Linked DNA regions of Sus scrofa: region 2 is linked to region 1. Evidence: chromatin contacts called from public Hi-C data. All regions are on one chromosome and are shown on one strand. The core of a region is the stretch at or near the end of the contact, and the rest is flanking DNA. Distances in the headings are between cores, read along the strand shown.

The links. A called contact is a pair of places that touch in the nucleus more often than the background predicts.
Region 2: a Hi-C map of liver shows a contact between it and region 1, with 3 times the contacts expected there. The contact joins two enhancer-like sites. A contact is called at or near these places in 3 of 47 Hi-C or Micro-C datasets (embryonic fibroblasts, epiblast stem cells and liver).

What each region holds. Positions count from the first base shown.
Region 1 is chr10:59,984,848-59,990,341 of Sscrofa11.1, reverse strand. It overlaps UPF2 (regulator of nonsense transcripts 2), which reads right to left. Exons shown (of 24, transcript XM_021064994.1): 22 at 4,971-5,112; 23 at 3,376-3,496. Among named protein-coding and RNA genes, the nearest start is that of PROSER2, 90 kb to the left of the region's middle. Within about 2 kb of position 3,786, at least 12 of the 83 cell types and tissues checked have an H3K27ac peak or open chromatin away from gene starts, as enhancers often do. A contact at or near this core is called in liver, where this site is marked.
Region 2 is chr10:60,049,294-60,055,508 of Sscrofa11.1, reverse strand. All of the region lies in intron 2 of PROSER2 (proline and serine-rich protein 2), which reads left to right. Among named protein-coding and RNA genes, the nearest start is that of PROSER2, 25 kb to the left of the region's middle. Within about 2 kb of position 2,693, at least 5 of the 83 cell types and tissues checked have an H3K27ac peak or open chromatin away from gene starts, as enhancers often do. A contact at or near this core is called in liver, where this site is marked.

The DNA.
Region 1 (5,494 bases), core at 2,537-5,036:
GCAAGAGCCCCTGGCACTCAAACGGCCCAAAAACTCACGCTTTACACGTCTGCTTGTTCCTCTACAACATTCATCTGTACCTGCATTTTAAGAGCACTGGCTTTGAAAATACCATCAAACCAAAAGACTTTACAGAGTCATTATCAAGCATGCTGGACAAGCTAGGGGTTTTTATTTTTTATTTCCCCAAGTCATGATTTTTGGAAAAGATTTTAAACAGGTAGAGCGCGTAGCTCAAGAGTGGGGAGTCACACAAAATCAGGAAAACCAAAGGGAAGGCGAGAGCTCAGGAGCATAAGATAGAAACGTTTATTAAGGGATGAAACATAGGTTTTTAGAAGTCCCTCTGTCCATTCAGCAAATATTTACCGTGCATCTGCTAGGCACCAGGCACCAAGAGCTGTGAGAGAGAAAACGGCCAACAAGACGAGGCTTCTTGCCTGCCCTGGGCTTCACTCTCCTGGGGGTGGAGACAGGCCAGCCTGTGACAGAGCACAAGGTCTGGGGAAACACAGTGACCCGGGGCTGGAAGGTCACACTGGAGTATCAGGGTGAGACCCGAGAGAGGAGCAGGAGTTATCCAGGGGAAGAGCCTGAGAGGGTTCGGTTCAAAGAGAGGGAGGTGAAAAAGAGTCTAACTAGAAGAACCAAAAGGCCAGCTGGGTCACGAGTAGGGGAAAGAAGAGCAAGAGATCCAGCCATGAGGGGAGTGCGCTCCCACCACGCAGGGCACATGAACCAAGCTGAGGAGCTGGGACTCGATCCCACACGCCATGAGGAGCCGCCACGGGGTTTAAGCAGAAAGCTCACTCCCAGTCCAACAGTGGACCTGCATTCAGAAAACACTGGTAGAGCAGAGAGGATGAACTGGAGGGGCTGAACTGAGAGACCAAGAAGCCGCTCGGATGGGGCGGGCAGTAACACAGACGAGAGGGATGGGCGCCCGATCCAGGACCTCGGCGGGGGAGGTGGAGCGAACAGGGCAAGTGCGAGAGAGCCGCTTTCTGGCAGCATCAGGGCATTTGCTGACGGAGGGAGAGGGAAGAGTCAACCCGCAGCCTCCTTTTCTAGTGTGGACACTGGGTGGGCAGTTTCCATTCTCTGAGCCGCAGAGCAGAGGAGCAGAGAGGCTGGTGTTCCCCTGAGCTGCCGAGGCGGGTGTGCAGGGGAAAGCTAGGGGCACACTCACAAAGGAAAATGGAGGCTTGGGCTGGAGACACGGACGATGACTGTCCGTGGACCATGCGGGGGGGAGGGGCACCTCTGCGGAGAGCACGTGGGTCAGGGAGGACCCAGGACCAGCCTGAGGGACACGAACGTCTCCAGGCAGAGGCAAGAAAAGGACCAGAAGAGACGGCAGAGCCACAAAGGTGAAGGGAAGAGACTGGCCCAGAAGAAAGGAGGGTCCTCGTGCAAGGTGCTCCGGGACCACTGAGGGCGACACGAAGCAGCAGTGCCGGGGGGAGGCAGACGCGGCACGAGGCGGCAGAGGGCAAACGTGGCCCATTCCCACTGGAGGGAGAGAAGGAAAACAGAGAGGTAACAGAGCTTTGAAAAGTGGTGGAGTAACTGGTAGCAAGCTAAGAAAAGTTCATACACACAACTGCAGCCGTGTGCATGTCAGCGGACACATCTGTTTCCCTGTTTTTACTCCCTATGGTCTAAGGAAGGCTTGGTACTCAGACTCTCAATCAACAATTTTTTAAACAAATGCATGACTAGGGCAGAATCAGCTCTTTCAAGTACCTAGACAGGTTTCCCCGCTGGACCATAAGCTTGACAGTAAAGACTCTGTCCTCTACGTCTGAATTTTTCCATGGTACAGGACTGAACCCATGGAAGGTGCTAGACAATGTAAGCTGAGGGGAGCAAAGCCTGCTTTGTGCAAAAAGTAATTAAGAATCAAATGTCATATTTACGGATTCTGTAAAGTCACCCAAGCATTAAAAAAATCAGGAAAAGATGCTATATAGTTGCAATATCTGAACAGAGAAGGGACTGGGGACGAATGGACACAGTGCTGTCCAGAGAGGGTTAGACTGCAATACGGCAGGTGAAGCTGATGGAAAACGTCAGGATAAAAATATTCCAATCATGAGACAAGAAGAGAGAACAGACATTACCAACAGCACAACGGTACAAATTTAAAGCCACTCTAAGAAAAGGTAAAAGGAGGAAACTAAAATTTCCAAAAAGGCCTCTTTCTTAACCTGGCTGGCTTCTACATCTTAACTGCAAATAAAAGATATTGTTAATGGACTTTAATGAAGGTAGAGTAATTTAAAATAACCTAATATCTTATGTCTAAATAAAAAGGTTTGTACATCATTTCTTAGATTTCTAAAAAAATCACACTCAAAAGAGACATTAAAAAACAGATCCCTAAACTGTCAGTGGCAAATCAATTTCCTAAACTGCAATCTGATTAGAGCTGTTTTAGCACATAGTTAAAAAAAAAAAAAACCTTATCGGGAAGCACACAAACATATTTACTGAGTGAGAGACACAAAGGCTCTACCCTCTGCATTTCCCCCAAAGCTACTACTCTCAACAGGGACCACTTCTGCTGCCCTGGCACCTGTCTTCTACACCTGCTTGCCTGTCTCCAACAACAAGAGGACATCTGAGGCGGTGAGCAGCTTCAGTCTCAACACTAATGCCCCCAGGGAGGCCCATAAGAGCAGCAAAGCCCATGTCACTTTTGATAATAACCCAAACACGAGACAGAAAACAGAGTTGATGGGTACGAGTCTTTAGACCAGATCCCAGGAAAACTTTGAACAATTTTATTCCTTAAAAAAAGATGAGTGAGGTCTTATTAGAGGATACCTTCTATATGAAATTCCTTACATTTTTAATTATCTCACATTAAGCAACTCAGGTTTAAGAAGAATAGCCATGGATCCCAGCAAACATTTTATAATTTCAAAGCAAACAAAACAAACTCAACCTGTAGGCTTCAAAGTCTAGCAAACAGGTTTTGAGTTTTCGTAAACATCAGGCTTATTTAACAGTGGCTTGAGAGATTCTAATGAAAAGTCTATGACTTCTCTCACACTAATCTATGACTAGTCTTCTCTATAAATGCAAAAGAGAAAATTTTAAAGCTGTAGTAGTCCAATCGGAGAAAGCAAAAGCTGAGAGTGGTGTGGCTGAAATCAAGATTTAAAAACCAAAAAAACCCCCCAAAACTCCACAAAACTTTAACAATTCTATAAATAGGCTTTCTTTCCTCAAATATCTACAACTCAAAGATTTTTCTCTTCTGCTAATAATTAGGCCTTTATCCTTAAAATAATCCGAACTATCTAACTTGTTCACGTGGACACCATGAAAAACGAAGAGCTGAGGCAGAGATAAGAGAGACCATCCTACCTCCCACCAGTCTTAAAGATTAGATCCGCGTTAGGCGCTCCCTTTGGATGTTGGTAACGAGGCCGCCGCTCCCGATTGGTGTTTGCTGGAGCCGGGCGCTGTGCAAGAGACTGCAGCATCTCTGGATCAGGAGCAAAACAGAAAAGGCGTTTAGTGTTGGTACATACTCCCACCCCCGACAAGAAGCACACAAAACCCTAGGGAGATGAGGTTTAGTAGTTCTGTCTAGTAGGTGACCGAAGAAAAGTAAGTATTACACAGACTAAAATGCTTAAGAAGTACCCGAAGAGTAAGATATGCTCTTGAATGTCATTTAATGTCCAATGTTGCCCTTCCAGTTACCGTGGCCACTACCTAAGAGTCCATCGAGTGAGGCAGTGAAGCAGTGTAAGAAGCAGTCCAGCACAACAGCTATGAGCATGCTATTTGGAGTAAGACAATGTTGGCTCAAATCCCAGCTCTGCCACTGATTAGCTAGGGGAGGTTCGGTTCAGTTTCCCCAAATGCAAAACGGGAGTAATAATAAGCACTTATCTCATGGAACTGTTGAGGATTAGATGCTGTGACTAAGTACAGAAACATCCAGCTATAGTAAGCACTTACAGTGAGAAGCAGCTACTGTTATTTATTATTAAGAACAGTGGTTTATCAACTGGAAGGGAAGATTCCAGAAGTGGGATTTAAAGATTAAAAAAACAAATATTTATTTACACAACAAGCTCTTGCACAAACAGTAGTCTGACTATACAGCACTGTAGAAATAATCACACTACGGCTCTAAAATCTGGATTCCGGAGGAATAACAAAAGGCTGGCTTAAAAGGTGTCCAGGGACTCTACAGTCCAAGTTCCGGTTAATCCAAGTGGGCTGGGTATGTCTACATAAAACTGGAATCTTAACTTGATGCCCTCAAAACTGAAGCAACATGGGGTCTATGCCATCAGGATTCTCAAGCACACAAAATGAGATGATTCTTGTTGAATAACAATTTGCTCACAATTGACTGGCAACATGAGGCAATTAAAACTCGATACTACCTCACCTGCAAACATAGCTCTAACAGTATAGAATCTAATGGAACCATGGAGGAAATAAAATACAACAAAAATTAATTAGTGTTATTTTACAAATAAGTGAGAGAAAAATGAAGACAGAATGGAATATAAAAAACAATTTCTCGGAGTTCCCGTCGTGGTGCAGTGGTTAACGAATCCGACTAGGAACCATGAGGTTGCGGGTTCGGTCCCCCCCCTTGCTCAGTGGGTTAACGATCCGGTGTTGCCGTGAGCTGTGGTGTAGGTTGCAGACGCGGCTTGGATCCTGCGTTGCTGTGCCTCTGGTGTAGGCCGGTGGCTGCAGCTCCGATTCAACCCCTAGCCTGGGAACCTCCATATGCCGCGGGAGTGGCCCAAGAAATAGCAACAACAACAACAACAAAAAGACAAAACAAAAAGACAAAAAAAAAAAAAAAAAAACAACAAAAAAACACAATTTCTCAAGCTAAATATACACAAACATGACATGAAAAGGCAGAGAATAACAAAAACCAAACAGCATCACAATTTTCCACTTCTGTCCTGGAAACGATTTGATACCTTGATAATCTTCTTGTTCTTGCCGTTCATTGATATCTAGTGTGAGTTTTTTCATTCTCATCCTCTCTTCTTGTTCTGCCTGTTGTTGGTTCCAATGATTTGCAGCAAGTTGGGAAGACATGGGTACATTAAGGATTTTAAACTGAGAAAAAAATAAAGAAATCACAAATGGCTTGAGAAAATCAAGAGAAAAAAAAGATTTCAAATAAATCAGTATGCAGAATTAAAGAGTTCTGAAAAATAACAATCTTTCCTTTCCTAGTGAGTCAGTAAAGATCGTAGCACTGAAGACCATAAATGGACAACGGTGCTACTCTGCTAGAGACAAACCATGAGGGATGGCTGGGAAGCGGAAAGCCACCAAATGCAACCTCCACGAACAGCAGATGCTCCTCCTTCCTGCACCCTGATGAGAAGTACACATCTAAGCAACAGGGGATCGTTGTCCTTTGTGCAGACACAGCACATACATGCGGCTGTTGTCAGAAAGGGTTTTATACAGCAAGCTGTAATCTGCAGCCTTA
Region 2 (6,215 bases), core at 1,444-3,943, 66 kb before region 1:
GATGGTGTTGGGCCAGGAAGGGTCTCCAGGGGAGGTGAGTAAGGATTAGAAGGACATCCCCCAAGATACGTATAATTTCTTTTAAGTCCTCACCAATCTTTGAAGTTGCTTTCTCCTTTGCCAACCAATCAGTATCCTGAAAATTAGCTCAGAATAGTAATAAATACAAGGATATGAGAGACATGTCTGGGTTCAAATTCAAATGCACCTCCCTCAGTGACCTGGGAAAAGTTACTTAATCGCCGTCTTCCTTAGTTATACAAGGGGGGTGAGTGGGATGATGGTTCTCCCTCAAGGGTTACTGTAAAGAGGAACGCCCAGCATCTAATCAGCGCTTACTCATTGCTGGCACCAGCTTCCCTTTTTCAGTGCCCCGTTGGCCTCAGGCTGAGCATAATGCCACTTCATCCTGCCTCCATCCTCTCATTTAGGTCCAGGCCTTTTATTTACTTATTTTGCCTTTTTGTCTTTTTAGGGCTGCGCCTGCAGCATATGGAGGTTCCCAGGCTAGGGGTCTAATCGGAGCTGTAGCTGCCAGCCTACACCACAGCCACAGCAACGCGGGATGGAGGCCACAGCTGCAACCTTCACCACAGCTCACGGCAACGCTGGATCCTTAACCCACTGAGCAAGGCCAAGGATCGAACCCAAGTCTTCATGGATGCTAGTCGGGTTTGTGAACCGCTGAGCTACGGCGGGAACTCCAGGTCCATGCCGTTTAGATTCAGCTCTTAGCAGCAGCCTTCTGAATTGCTTTCTTTGACCAGTAAAGATGAGAAGAAGGTACCTCTTCCTCCCCGCAGTGTTCTGCCCATCTTACTGTGGGGCATCACTTTGAATTTAAATGAAAGACTCTCTGCCCTCTCTAGTTCTTTCCTATCCAGTAAAAATCTTACGGTAGCACTATGATGGATTCGATTTCATCTGTATTTTCATGGCTGTCTGTAATACAGCATAGTCACGCAAAGGGCATTAGAAATTCTACGTTCACGAAGTGTATCATTCAGCTGTACTCCTGTGAGGGGGTTGGGTCGTCCCACTCACTTGTCCATCTCGCACGTCTGATGGAGGACGTGTCCTAGTCCTGTTCCAGTACCTTCTACCTGGACCTGTGGACTCTTTTCAAGTGTTCTCCTTTATGGAAAAATCATTGAGCCAACTTTAGTTGTCGTCTGTTTTCGTTTCACAGTCGTGTACCGTGCTTAGACCTGACACATGGAAAACTTGGCATTTGGTTTTAAATGGCAACTAACGTTTTCTAAACAACTGCAAGATACTTGACCTTTTTTTTTTTTTTCTTTCTTCTGTTTGTTGTTGTTGTTTTGTTTTCTTTGTTATGGCTGCACCCAGGGCATTTGAAAATTCCCCAGGCCAGAGGCTGAATCTAAGCTGCACTTGCAACCTACACTGCAGCTGTGGCAACACCAGATCCTTTAAGCCACTGCACTGGGCTGGGGATCACACCCACATCTCCACAGTGACCCAAGCCGCTGCAGTTGGATTTTTTTTTTTTTTTTTTTTTTTTTTGTCTTTTGTCTTTTGTCTTTTTGTCTGTTGTTGTTGTTGTTGCTGTTGTTGCTATTTCTTGGGCCGCTCCCGCGGCATATGGAAGTTCCCAGGCTAGGGGTTGAATCGGAGCTGTAGCCACCGGCCTACGCCAGAGCCACAGCAACGCGGGATCCAAGCCGCGTCTGCGACCTACACCACAGCTCACGGCAACGCCGGATCGTTAACCCACTGAGCAAGGGCAGGGACCGAACCCGCAACCTCATGGTTCCTAGTCGGATTCGTTAACCACTGCGCCACGACGGGAACTCCCTGCAGTTGGATTTTTAACTCACTGCGCCACGGTGGGAACTCCTCACTTGACTGTTACAAAACATCGTGTTAACAGCTGGGCCCTTTGAGTGAGTGACCTGTCTATACACCATTACAGAATCTGTAAACTTTTTACAAGTCCGATGCCCTCAGACTCTCCTTTCTGGAAGTCTCAACTTGAAGAGTGTCTATATAGGTTTTTATTCTAAACCCTCAGTGTTTTTTTGTTTGTTTGTTTTCGTTCTGTTTTTTGTTTTTTTGCTTTTTAGGGCCGCACTCGCAGCATATGGAAGTCCCCAGGCTAGGGGTCCAGTCGGAGCCACAGCCACCAGCCTACACCACAGCCACAGCAACGTGGGATCCGAGCCACATCTGCGACCTACACCACAGCTCATGGCAACGCTGGATCCTTAACCCACTGAGCGAGGTCAGGGATCCAACCCGCATCCTCATGGTTCCTAGTCAGGTTTGTTAACCACTGAGGGAACCACGAAGGGAACGCCTAACCCCTCAGTCTTTTTATGACTTGCCTCTTTAGAATCAGAATCAACCAAAGTAATTTCTCCACTCCCTGTTTTTCAGTCCCTGACCTCATAAACAATTTGTCAGTAACAGTGTTTTTAGGTCCCCAGATTGTATGGGGTTAAATGCACCCCTTGGGGGGCTCTCTAAATAAAAGATAGTGCACTGTGTATTTCTTTTAAGTAAAGGCTATTTTTGAAAGAAGATAAAACATTAATGCCTGATGTTAAAAGAGAGAATTGTAAAGTTTCTAAACACCAGTTGAAGTGCTGCCTGGGATAACAGATCTTTGCTCTTTACGAACTTCTGAGCCAGTACAAGTTAAAAATTAAAATAGCTGATGAAGTAGGATTGCTGTGGCTATCCATGTGGCCGCCTTCATGCCCCGGCTCTTGCAGAGGGCGGGAGGGGTGTGTGAGCTCCTTATCACTCAGGAGGCTGCCTCGGTTTGTGTATGTACATCATCTATCTTGCAAGGAATTCCTCCTCTGAACATTTTCTAGCGAAAGTGATAGCTAGGATAAAACAAACTGGCCAAATCCTTGTATACTTGACTAAGTATACAAAATTTGAAATGTAAGGACAGCTTCCGTGCAGTACAAAGTTGGCAGTGCAGTTCTAGAACTCTCGAGAGGTGGTGGGGATTCAAAATCCATGGTTCAGGAAGGATTCAGAGACAGTCATAAATGATACCTCTTCATGGCGACAAAGGAAGCTTTGGGCCTAGGGTGACGTATTCTTAACCCCTTAATAGTATCGATATTATTAAGGGGCACACCGCCGGCGCCAGGGCTGCCTCGTGCCAGGATTCTAGGTTTTTATTCCGAATGTGGTCTTGCATCTGCTCTGCCCGCGGGCACCCTGGATCTTCCCGCTGCCAAGTCCTATGGAATGTCATGATTGCATACACTTTTTTAAGGGCATTCTGGAAACATCTCCAGTCCCCAGGCCTGCTTCCTAGTCCCTCTGACTTCTAACTCAGGCAAAAACAGTGATCCAGATCCACTGATGAGTTTTTGGAGGTTTGCTCTTCAGTGAGCCGTCTTGAAACCCTCCCGTCTCCCTCCGCGGACAGTGTTGCGGCCCCAAAGCCATGCGGTGAGTGAGCCTATGACCGGAGAGCGGCGCCCGATCTCGCTTCCTTCTGCGGTCGTTTGCCCCCGCCCCGTCGGTCGTGGAAGAGGAAGATCATAGGAGGGTAAAGCGCAGGGGTGGGGTGGGGTGGGGGTGCGAAGCCATCCATGTGGCGGGCGCAGCGCGACCTCTAAGTGGTACAGTGTGAATCTGAAGGTTTCAAGGAAAGGCTGCAAGGCAGAGGCGTGGAAAGGAGAAGCTGAGCCATCAGTAGAAACCCCATCGTCCTTTCAGCTCTGGCTCCTTCCCCAGATGGACCCCAGGACTTCCCGGTCAGAGCAGCTCTTTTAAGGCAAAGCCGAATAGCCTTGGTGAAAGTTCAGTTCAGTAAATGCCCGCTACACACACAATCGCAGCAACGACGGAATAAAAAGCCGTGTAAATCTTTTCGGGGCCTCACAGCCCAGGGACATGACAGCCACGTGGAGCCCCAGACTGGGGGGACCCCAGTTTAGGAGGGGTCTCACACATGATGCCACGTACTTAAGGCATTTCCACCCCAGTGGGAATCGCTTTATCGAAGGGCCAGTTCTGAGAAGCTGAGGGCCGCTAGGGAGCCCAGGCATAACCCTTGAAAGCCCTGAGTCTCTCCATCTGTAATCAAAACTCTGCCTACCTCATTCTGCACTGGCTTCCTTGTGTCTCCTTCCGGCCAGAAGTACGGGTTTAAGTAAACCACAGTGGAAAATTACAACAGGGACTAGTTAGAAATGACCATAATTAAACCCTTACTCCAAAACCGTGGGAAACCCCACTGGCACTTATGGTCCCTCGTCCGGGGTCGCCAAAGGAAGCGTGGCATTCAGTGGTGTTCAGAGCCAGGTGGGAAGTGCAGGAGCAGCCAGCCCTGTTTTCTTCTTACTGCTGCGTTGTGTTTCAACTCGGGGGAGGGGGAGGGGTCTCTCATCAACTTGGTTGGTTGGTTGGTTAGTTTGGCCTCCCTGTGGCATATGGAAGTTCCCAGGCTAGGGGTGGAATCGGAACTGCAGCTGCCACCTACACCACAGCCACAGCCACAGCCACTCCAGATCTGAGATGCATCTTTGATCTACTCTGCAGCTTGTAGCAACACCAGATCCTTAACCTCCTGAGTGAGGCCAGGGATTGAACACGCACCCTCAGGTTCTTAACCACAGCGGGAACTCCTCAACTGGGGTTTTAAAGTAATGAAATCTTGGAGTTCCCGTCGTGGCTCAGTGGTTAACGAACCTGACTAGGAACTGTGAGGTTGCGGGTTCAATCCCTGGCCTCATTCAGTGGGTTCAGGATCTGATGTTGCCATGAGCTGTAGTGTAGGTTGCAGATGCGGCTCAGATCTGGTGTTGCTGTGCCTGTGGCTGTGGTATAGGCTTGGTGGCTACAGCTCTGATTAGACTCCTAGCCTGGGAACCTCCATATGCTGCGGGTGTGGCCCTAGAAAATGCAAAAAAGACACCCCCCCCAAAAAAAAGTTTGTCCTCCAGCACAGGAGCGTGTTCCTCTCGGAGTGCCACACTTTGGCTGTCATCTTTGTGTGGGAAAGGTTCGGCCAAACCGAGACAGGGGCTGTCCTCGTGGGAGACTGGTACAGGGTGCCATACAATTACAGCAGCAGACCCGGCCTTTTGAATTTCCTGAATACATTAGCAATTATTTCTTCACAGCCGTAATGTACAGATTAGGGTAGAAGCATATGAACTTCCACATTCTGGAAGCAAAACCGTGTTTCCCTGGGAGGCTTGCAGACATCACCTGAAGTCAGCATGCTGGGTGGGGTGGCCCAGGTGGGGAACGATTTTCTGGACAGTTCTTTCTACATCTGGAGATCCATAGCCTGAAAGAGGAGCCTTTGACTCCACAGCCCAAATTGGCGCATTAAAAGCTCCACTGAGGAGTTCCCATCATGGTTCAGTGGTTAACGAATCCGACTAGCAACCACGAAGTTTCGGGTTCGATCCCTGGCCTCGCTCAGTGGAGCTGGGGCTGTGGTGTAGGCCGGCGGCTACAGCCCCGATTGGACCCCTAGCCTGGGAACCTCTATATGCCGCAGGTGCGGCCCTAGAAAAGGCAAAAACAAAAACAAAAAACCCTCAACTGAAAGAAAGGGATTTTTTTTTTTTTTTTAATTTCTGCTGTCGCTTGTTCCCTTCTAAATAATAGATACAAACTTAAGTTCTCCCGTTCACCTCTTCTCAAGAAAGCTGCTGTGTTTTTTGTCTCCGTTTCCTACCTGCCTGGTTCTTTGGGAACTGAGTTGGAAGATCTCCTGTCCAATACCACCAGAGGTCAAGCAGGGGCCACCACGGCCAGAGGGCCGGCTTTCTTCCTGCCTCACATGGGCCACCAGGCCACTGCCTTGCTTTCTTTTCTTAAATATAACAGCTCTGCTGGGATATAATTCACAAACCATGCGGTCACCCATTATTACAGCATGCCGTTCAGCGGTTTCTAGGAGATGGACAGAGGCAGACAGCCATCATCATAAGCAAACTTAGAACATCTTCGTCACCCCAAAAGAAACCCCGTGCCCGTGGGCAGTCACCCCCCCACTTCCCTCCAGTTGCCCCGGGCCCTGGGCAACCACTCATCCGCTTCCTGGCTCCATAGCGGCCCGTGCTCGCCGCCCTGCCTTCCCCGCTCTGCCCCTTCCCCACGTCTTCCTCTTTAAGCTCCGGCCTGAGGGGCAGTGTCAGCATCTCTTGGGGACAGAGGCGTGGACAGGACTTCTCTCGGACAAGGCCTATGCGCCCCTTTTCTGGCCC